Linked DNA regions of Arachis hypogaea: region 1 is linked to region 2. The links are chromatin contacts, called in public Hi-C maps. All regions are on one chromosome and are shown on one strand. The core of a region is the stretch at or near the end of the contact, and the rest is flanking DNA. Distances in the headings are between cores, read along the strand shown. Region 1 holds the start of LOC112758541 (heterogeneous nuclear ribonucleoprotein Q). Region 2 holds the start of LOC112758538 (probable protein S-acyltransferase 12).

Evidence for each region. Hi-C and Micro-C count contacts between places; a contact is called where the count stands out from the background.
Region 1: a Hi-C map of leaf shows a contact between it and region 2, with 3 times the contacts expected there. The contact joins the promoter of LOC112758541 here to the promoter of LOC112758538 in region 2. A contact is called at or near these places in 2 of 8 Hi-C or Micro-C datasets (leaf and an unstated tissue).

The regions. Positions count from the first base shown.
Region 1 is chr16:24,244,815-24,249,736 of arahy.Tifrunner.gnm2.J5K5, reverse strand. It overlaps LOC112758541 (heterogeneous nuclear ribonucleoprotein Q), which reads left to right and starts at 2,014. Exons shown (of 10, transcript XM_025807246.3): 1 at 2,014-2,054; 2 at 2,203-2,295; 3 at 2,644-3,055; 4 at 3,149-3,265; 5 at 3,578-3,718; 6 at 3,797-3,973; 7 at 4,540-4,744. The coding sequence starts at 2,669.
Region 2 is chr16:24,104,105-24,108,717 of arahy.Tifrunner.gnm2.J5K5, reverse strand. It overlaps LOC112758538 (probable protein S-acyltransferase 12), which reads right to left and starts at 1,970. Exons shown (of 7, transcript XM_025807242.3): 1 at 1,489-1,970; 2 at 1,148-1,397; 3 at 940-1,031; 4 at 192-318; 5 at 2-87. The coding sequence starts at 1,674.

The DNA of each region.
Region 1 (4,922 bases), core at 765-3,264, 140 kb before region 2:
AAAATCGTCTCCGACCTTTTTTTGTTATTAAAATCATCCCCAACGTTACAAAACGTTATAAAATCGTCCTTTTGTCCATAAATAAAATTTTTTGGACAATTTTGTCCTTAAACAAAAATTAAAAAGTCTCTCCACCTTCACCACTACCCTATGCATTATCATCACCATCACCATCGCTACACCATAACCACCAACAATCCAGCAACACCAACAGCAACAATAAAAAATAAATCAACAAAAATTTCAAATTAAACAATTCAGCAATCATCAACTATAATTTCAGATCCAAAATTAGCAACAACATAAATTAAAAAATTTTAAAAAGAAGAACTCATATGTTCTTCAAAAAAAAAAAAAAAGAAGAAGAGAGAAAGAGAACAACGCGAAGAAACTGGGAACAAGAACTCAAAATTGCAATATCTCACATCACAAAATAGAAGCAACGGATTAATTTTGAGTTAACCAACATGATCTCACTAACGAAGCTATTATCCACTGCCACCAAAAATAACCTTGAGCTTCTTCACTTCAGAAAGATCAAGTAATGTAGTCTTGGTGATCAAATCAGAATTCAAGTTGCTACCAAACAACGCAACATCAAGAACAGACATCATCACCATTCATATATAACAGAAGCCTCATCATTCTCCTCTTCACCTTCCTCACCCCACCACCAGCCCCACCATCATCATCAACACCAGAACCCACCACCACCCCCACCTCAGAAAATCATAACTCAGAATAATCAACAAATTCACTTTGAACAATAATCAACAAATTCAGCAACAACAATATTCCAAATTTAAGCCAAATCACAAAAAATTAAATTATAGATATTCCATAACAAATTTCACTAAAAATTCATAAATTCTACAACAGTGGCAGATCACAGACGGCAGGACGGCGGTGCGGCGGTGCGACGGAGTGGCGGTATAGCGGTGCGGCAGTGCGGCTTCCCTTTCCTCCCCCTCCCCCACCCCCCTCAACGGCGGCCTTAGCGGTGGTGACGCTCCCCTCGGTGGCTCACTCCTTCTCTCGCGCTGTCTCTCTTCTCGGCTCAACTCTGATTCGCGACGGCACTCTCTCTCCCTCTTCCCTTTTGATGGCGACGATGACAAGCAAGGCAGCTGGGCATGTCGGCAGCGGCGCTGGACACGGCCTCCCTCTCTTCCCTTCTTAGCTCTCTGTCACTCTCTCCCTCAAGCCCTCACCGTTTCTTTCTTTCTTTCTTTTTGTTTCCTGAAGCCGTTTCTCTCTATATCCCTTTCTTTCCTTTCTTTTTTATTTATTTTATTTTATAATTATTTTAATGAGAGGGTAGTTTGATAATAAAAAAATTAAAATTGGTAAAAAAAATGATTTTAAAGCGTTTTTGAACATTGAGGATGATTTTAATAAAGAAAAAAGGTTGGGGACGATTTTGATTTTCGCCCCTTACCTTAGGAACGATTTTAGTACTTAACCCTAATTATAATGAATATTGATAAGTATTTTGGTCAAATAAACTAAAATACATGTTATTTTAATTTTTCAAAAAAGTGAATGCACATTTTATTAATAAAGAGAAGAAATTATCATTTAAAATCTGAAAATGTCATTTTCTCTATATTTTTAATTATTTGATAAAATAAAGACATAAATAGATTAAGTTTTACTTTTGAATTCTTAATGTCTTATTATTGTAGTACGGTTTAATTACTGTTTTTAACAAAAGATAAATTTCAATAAGACAAAAAAAAAGAAATTTTAATAAATGTTTAAAGAGTTTGTTTGAATGAACATTTATATTTAATTTTTTAAAATAAATATATTTTAAAAATTGATAAATATAATTTTTTAAAAGATATTATTTTTTTTAATATTTTTATTTTTAATTAAAAAATTTTATCACATTAAATATTAATTTTTTTCTGACAACTTAATAACAAAAATATTTACGAGCAAAGTTTCTGTGACCATTGCTAATTAGTACGATTTTAATAAATGTGCGGTGAAAAGCGAAAGAGAAGAGAAAAGTGAGAGTGAGAGTCGCTCATCTGGAAAGAAATGAGGAGGTAGTAAATGTAATATTATTCCTTGCTCCCTCCCTTCTTACCTTCCTTCCTTCCTTCCGTCCTTCCTCACTCTGGCGGATACATAGATAGTCACCACCGCTACACATTTCACGTAAAACTCACTGCCTCTGTGTTTCTATGTATCTAGGGTTACAAATTAGAACAACAACCAAAGAGACCAACTCACTCAGAAGCGAATCTGAAAACTCATCAATATCGTCATGTATTTTTATGGCTAATGGTATGCACTGCCATTACATGTCTCTCGTATTGATATTATTATGTCAATTTCCCCCTCCCTCCATTTTTTGTGGTATAAACAATTGAGTTTCCTCTGTTTCGGTAATGCCTTAGGGTTCCCATTCACTTGCCCAGTTTTTATTTATCAATGTAGCCTCAATCTCTTTTACTTGCAAGCAACATGCATCGCCACCTTAAACCCTACGCCTTTTCTTTGGGAAAAGTAATTATCTTAAATTACCCATGGCCTTAAAACTCTTCTAACTGCTCCTAATGTTTGTGCCTCAGCAATGCAGTCACCTACTGTTCCATACACTTTTTTTCTTTTTATGATTGTCTCAATCTGCAGGTGCGGCTATTCTGCTGTGAATGCAATGTCCGAGGGTGCGGAGGTCAATGAGCGTGTCGACATTGATGAGGAGAATTATATGGAAGAGATTGATGATGATGTTGAAGAACAGATAGATGACCATGGACAAGAAGCACCTGAACCTCCACATGAACACAAGGGGTCACCTGCTGAGGCTGCTGCTAAAGATCAGTTGCCTGAACAAGAACAAGAAAGAAGTGACACTGCTGCTGAAATTCTCCAAGATGGGCAGAAACCATCTTCTGTCAATGAAGATGAGGAGAAGGAAAAGCATGATGAACTTCTTGCCCTTCCTCCTCATGGTTCTGAAGTCTTCATTGGTGGGCTTCCTCGCGATGCGCATGAAGATGATTTGAAGGCACTGTGCGAGCCAATGGGTGACGTTCTAGAGGTTAGACAGAGGATTGCAAATGTTGTATTTGAAACTAATCGCTTTATAACTGACTGGGACCAGCAAAGAATTTAATTTCTCTTTACTTTTCAGGTGCGACTAATGAAAGACAAGGACACCGGCGAAAACAGGGGTTATGCTTTTGTGGCTTTTAAAACAAAGGAGGTAGCACAAAAGGCCATTGAAGACATACACAACAAGGAATTTAAGGTATTGATGCTTTCTCAAACTCTCAGACTTTGCCTATACTTTTTCTTGGTCTCCCTCCATATTATTCTACTATTTTTTTTTGCACAATGGGTGGTAAACCAACTCTTTTATCTAATGCATTCTTTCCCAATAGTCCAGTGTATTTACTCAATTCATCCAATGCAACATCGTCATCTTTGCAACATTGAGCCCCTTTTTCAATTTCTCAGGGAAAAACCTTGAGACCTTTGGTATTGGTGTAGTAATATTATTATAAGAAAATCTTCTTTTGTAGATTAGTTTTAACTAATTAAACATTCTTCATGTTCTCAGGGCAAAACCTTGAGGTGTTCACTGTCTGAAACAAAACACAGATTGTTCATTAGTAACATTCCAAAGACTTGGACGGAGGATGAGTTCAGGAAACATGTCGAGGCTGTTGGTCCGGGTGTTGAAAACATCGAGCTCATCAAGGTGCAATGCACTACAAGGTCACAGTAAACTGTTAAAAGCCCTATCTTGCTCTTACCACTCTATTTCTTTTTATTATAGGACCCCCAAAACCCCACTAGGAATCGTGGGTTTGCTTTTGTTTTGTATTACAATAATGCATGTGCTGACTATTCGCGGCAAAAGATGTCAATTGCAAGTTTTAAGCTGGGTGGTAATACCCCAAATGTCACATGGGCAGATCCAAAGATCTCACCTGATCATTCTTCATCTTCACAGGTAAGTGAACTTAGATGCGAAAAGTGATTTTAAATTGCTTTTTACCTATCATTACATCAAGTGATTAATTAGATACTTATGGTCGTAATTGTTTCTTCTCTTTTACTGCAATGTTTCTCTTTCTGTATAGCCTTTTTCTTCTCTCAGCAGAGCCACCCAAGAGTGTGGGTATATATGATTTTCTTTCTGCCTTTGATATGGAGCTCAGTAAATATGAAAACTCGCTCGTGTATGAGAAATTTATTGCAATTTAGGCGGCATGATTTCTTGAGCCACTTACAAGCTGTCAGTTTGAACAAATTGATTTTTCCGCTGAGCTCAAACGATAGATAATTTTGTAAATGTAATTTTATCCTACTACCTGAGCCAACCCTCAATGGTAGCTCTTGTTGGCCCAACCATGCCATAAAGATTATTAGTTTTGCTTAAGAAAGGGATTGCTGTTGATTGTTGTTGAATTTAAAAGTGTTATGGACGTGTAGATGTGATGTTCTTACCTATGTATTCTGTATAAGGAATAATTACTTTACTGATGGTTTGGTTTTGAACTTTTTTGGTGTTCACAGGTTAAAGCTCTATATGTTAAAAACATACCTGAGAATGTTACTACTGAACAACTAAAAGAACTATTCCGGCGACATGGAGAAGTGACAAAAGTGGTCATGCCACCTGGTAAAGCTGGAGGGAAACGTGATTTTGGTTTCATTCATTATGCAGAGCGGTCAAGTGTATTGAAAGCTGTCAAAGATACAGAAAAATATGAAATTAATGGTACATTTCCAATGAAATATGAATTAAAGATGTATTGTGTTTTGCTTCGTACTTACTTGATTCGTGGAATTCTATGCAAAACAATAACAATAGGTTGAAACTTTCCTTACATAAATGTTTAAGAAGTCTCATCTGTTAAAAATACTTCTCATTGGATGCTTTATTTTAAGATAAAACA
Region 2 (4,613 bases), core at 721-3,220:
CCTCTACCGAAGTTGTGTTGCTTAAGAGAAGAGATATATGCATGACTACGAAACAGAGAAGACTCAGTGCAAAGGCCAAATTGAGAACTGCATCAAGGCATACAGTCTGTAAGAAACATTAATAGCTATGAGGATTCAATAAAAGCTACCCAGATTAACTTGACTAATATAAGTATAACATTTATACTTACTAGAAGCCAAAAAGATTACAGCAAATCCCCCAGGAGATAATGAATGATTTCTAGCTCCACTGAAGAATCTGATCAAACTGGGGACCAGAGCTAAGCAATCCAGTGTTGTCTCAAGAAATGTATATAGCTATTAATAGGAGGGGGACAGAGAAATAAATTAGGCAAAACAAATACCAGAAAGAGTAGTATGACATTCATCCCTTTTCCAACTCCACCACCTGACCCCTCCTGTTTTCTTCTAACAGTATGCACTTCAATAATTTATAATTTGCTTTCCTTTAGAATAAAAGTACTAGGCATGTGTTTTCTGTTCATTCTAACAAGGTAGCAACACTTTTCCCATTCATGTTGAGAAAGCAGTTAAAGCACATATTCCATTCGATAATTTGATACAGAAGCAAAGGATTATTAAATGGAAAACTTAAATTTTATCACTTCACTAGATCTTCTTAATGATAGAGCAGCAACTGCAAATCGACAAGACTCAAGAGGGATAGATGTTTCTCTAATTATTTCATTGAATTGATTAATTCAGTTTTATCAATTAACTACCAGAAATGTGGGCCAACAATCATTTCATTGAATGATTTGATGCAGATGCAACCGATATGTAATTGACAAGTTCAGTGTTATCATGTAATAAAAAATGTCAAAACCTTCCAAGCGATATGCAGAGGAAGAATCCCAAAACCTTCTCAAGAATATGTAGAGCACAAAGAAAGTAGCAACTATGGAGACATGGAATTACCAAGAAGAGCAGAAAATACTTGTAGTTACGTGCTCCAACGCAATTCACCACCCAAATACAATGATGATCCATCTTAAGAACGCATCTTTGGCCTGCAAAATACATCAAGGAGACAAATATAAACCTCAAGACAAGGTGAGGCATGCTTGTGCATGGTCATGTATAAAATGATTCATAGAAAATAGAGAAAATATTGGAAGAGACATACAGACAGAGCAGTGATGGCAACGGGGTGGCTTGGCATTCTGGCATCGAGTACAATAGCCAGTGGAAGAAGAGGAAGAAGAAGCCTCAGCTGCAGCCTCGGACTCAGGTGCAACTTGAGAGTAGAGTGATATAGGAGTAGTGACAGCTTCTAAATCGTGGTGCTGAGAGATGGGCAAAGGCCTCCAATTATGGGGGACAGAACCAGGGTCATTCAGAACCACCATGAAGTAGGACCATGTCAACAGTATAAGCTGCAAGCAAGCAACAACTACGAGCATTGAAGATTGAACAAGAGAAAAAAGGTTAAATCTTTGAGAGAGAGAGATAGGAGGGAAAACTGACAAGGATGTGAAAAAGGAAGAGAATGAGGAAGGCGAGTGGGGAATGGGAGTGGAACAAGAGAGGGCCCCAGGCGATGATAACAACGGCGTAGTAGGAGAGGGCGACGATGGCGGCGAAGAGGAGGATCATGAAGTAACCGAGAACGCGGAGAGCAGAGCAGAGCTTGAACAAGTTGATGTGATCCATTCGACGAGCAATTGAGGTAATGATCTTCGGGATTGGAAACCTTACTGCTGCTGCACCTCCAAGTCCTGCTGTTCTGCTCCGTGCCGGGAACAGCCGTTTCCAGATATCGGAAGCCAGGGTGCTGCGATCCCAATTTCCAATTCAGATTTTGGAATTTGGGTAATAGGACTTCCGGTTGTGCTTCTCAACCGGCTTTGCAAATAAAGTAAGAAACAGCGAAGCACCCCACTTTATGGCGATGGATCGAATGCGGGGTCGGGTCGGATGTTGTTGAGCTCACGATCACAATGGAGCACGGACACTTGCTGAGTTGTCGTGTCTGTATATCGGACACGACACTCACCAATATTCATTCAACATGCGTGTATACTGTATCTAATCGTGTCTTAATAAAAAATAAAAAAAAATTTTTCGGACACGCAACACATAAATACAATCACGTGTCAGCGTGTTCAATCTTATTTTTAACATATATTCTTAAAATAAATTTAGATACAGTATATATTGTTATTTATTAAAACAAAAAAATATTTTAAATACTTGATATAATTAAAATAAGACATTAAAAATAATTCAAAAAAGTTAATTTATATTTTAATATCAATAAATATTAAATATCATTACGATTTATCTAAAAAATACTTTATATTTTGTATGTATGCGTGTTCCCGTGTCATGTAAGATTTTAAAATTTGCGTGTCGACGTATTCCGTGTTGTGTCGTGTCCTATGTCCGTGTCAATATCCATGCATCATAGGAAGCTTACATATTTCAATTCCAATTCCAAGTTGAGATGGTTAGTGGTTTGTCCGTGAAGGTTCCACCGAGTTATTGCACCTTCTTAGAGTGGCGGATTGATCTGTTAGCAAAATTATTTGTCTATTTTAAGTAGAACGCAGCGGATAGAAATATCTACAAAAAGTATTCTGACACTCAAATTAATGGAATGATCTTAATAAAGAAGCGAATTACAAGTGAATAAATAAATAAGAAGGTGTGAATGTATGATTCTTTTTTGGAATTATCCCTTTCAGGTTGTTTCTTCCTCTTTATCATAGTTTTGAAACTAAACCGGATTGGCCGGTTCAACCCGATTAATCGGAAACTGATTACCAGACCAGTTCGATTAGCCTCATAAACCGTTGGCAAAAAACCGATCGAACTGGTGGTTAACCACTGAACCGCGCAAAACCGGCCAATTTTTTAAAGGATTTCTGCCAAAAATTCTCTTATTAAGTTATTTCTTTTGGTCTTAGAAAGCATGAAACTCGAGCATTTCAGCTCCATTGTTGAAAGATTATAGGTTGAATTTATATATTTGAAATTATATATAGGTTTTTTAATAATTTTATTTAATATTTAATTAAACCGATTGAACTCCGGTCAAACTAGTAAACTAGTAAACCAGTAACCTTACCGGTTTATTGACCGATCCGGCTCTCGCAACCTTGCTCCTTATAAATAGTTAGAGCCCGTTATGCTTGACTCGAACTCTGTCGATATTCTCGATAGGTTTCGCGTTTCTTGCCGTATCAATTTTGTGATTCTATTGTTATCTCAATTTGGTTAATTACGTGAGTTGTGGCTTTTATGTTCGAGTTTATAGCAATTTGTGGCCGAGGTATAACATACGTATCATAGCCCCCAAGCTTGACCTATCCTAAAGGGAAAGAAGTAGGCTGAGCTTTTATTTGTATATCTCGGCCATTTGATGTGGTGCGTGTTGGAGGTCCCCAGCACCCAAGCTCGAACTGGTTCCTTTGGTGAATTTGAAAAATCTACTTTTGTATATTTTTTTTATGTATGAACATGACACCAACTTCCACGTGCCCCTTATGACTTAATAGATATGACATGCGACGCGAGACTTGATGTATCCCTGTGCGTTTGATCAAATAACTCCTTGAATAATTTTTTATGAATGGTTTGGATTAAAAACAAAGGGAGATGGAGGATGCACCGTTTAGTAACCCACTGTTGTCTTAAAATTTGTTCCTTTCCCGAAGTTAATTTTGTGTTGAAGTTTTGAAGGAAAAGAGTTTAATCCCCCATTCTCTGCAAATGAGTAAAAAAGATTAGTTTTGCTTTTTCATTTTGCCTTCTTCTTTAGTTCTCTTGTGTTTGACTTTGTGCGAGAAAGATGGGTAAGAAAAAGTAAAAGTATATGAGAGTGATCTTTGCTGTTGGGTGGGCGAGAGTGTGAAGAGTTAGGTTTTCCGGTTTGACGATATTAATTCTGTGAATGTTTTTTATTCTTGGCGTGTGGGTCAGAAAGGGGAGTCAGATTAAGATAGAAGTGTTGCCATGTAAGGAGAGTGATTGCGTATGTGAGAAGTTGCGCGATTGGCCTTATTTTTATTTGTATAGTTGTTTGCTTACGAAACTTGGTGTTAGGCTTCTTTTTTCTAACTTTCAATGTGGTGTAATGTTTGTGAAAATTAGGAGTGCCTTGGATGAATTTTCGTTTCATTTGAACGAATTTTTAGAGGAGATATTTTCCCTTTCTTGGTCTCCTGAGCCTATGCAGATCTTAGATGTTAAAGATAGGTGTACCAATGATAATTTAGTAAAGGAGTTTTTAATTTTTGAAATGGAATCTAAGGAGTTGTTATATGTTGCTAATTGTTGAAACAGGACACAGATAAGCAGGCGGTACTGGACTATATAAGTAACTGTAGGTTCACTAGGATACATTGGTATCATTGTTTGTATACAAACGTAATATTGTTTTGGTGATGGTGTAAGAGAAAAAGCGTCGACCATAACAACGGTTGGTCTAAAATAATTTTTCAAATAGATGAAGAAAAATGAAAAAGAGGGGTCGATTACGAATGTGGATAAGGAAGCTGGTGCAGGTGATGTGCAATTCGAGCTGCAACTGAAAGGTAAGCAAAAAAGGGGACAGCCGACTATTAAGGAGAAGACGGCCGAGATGATCA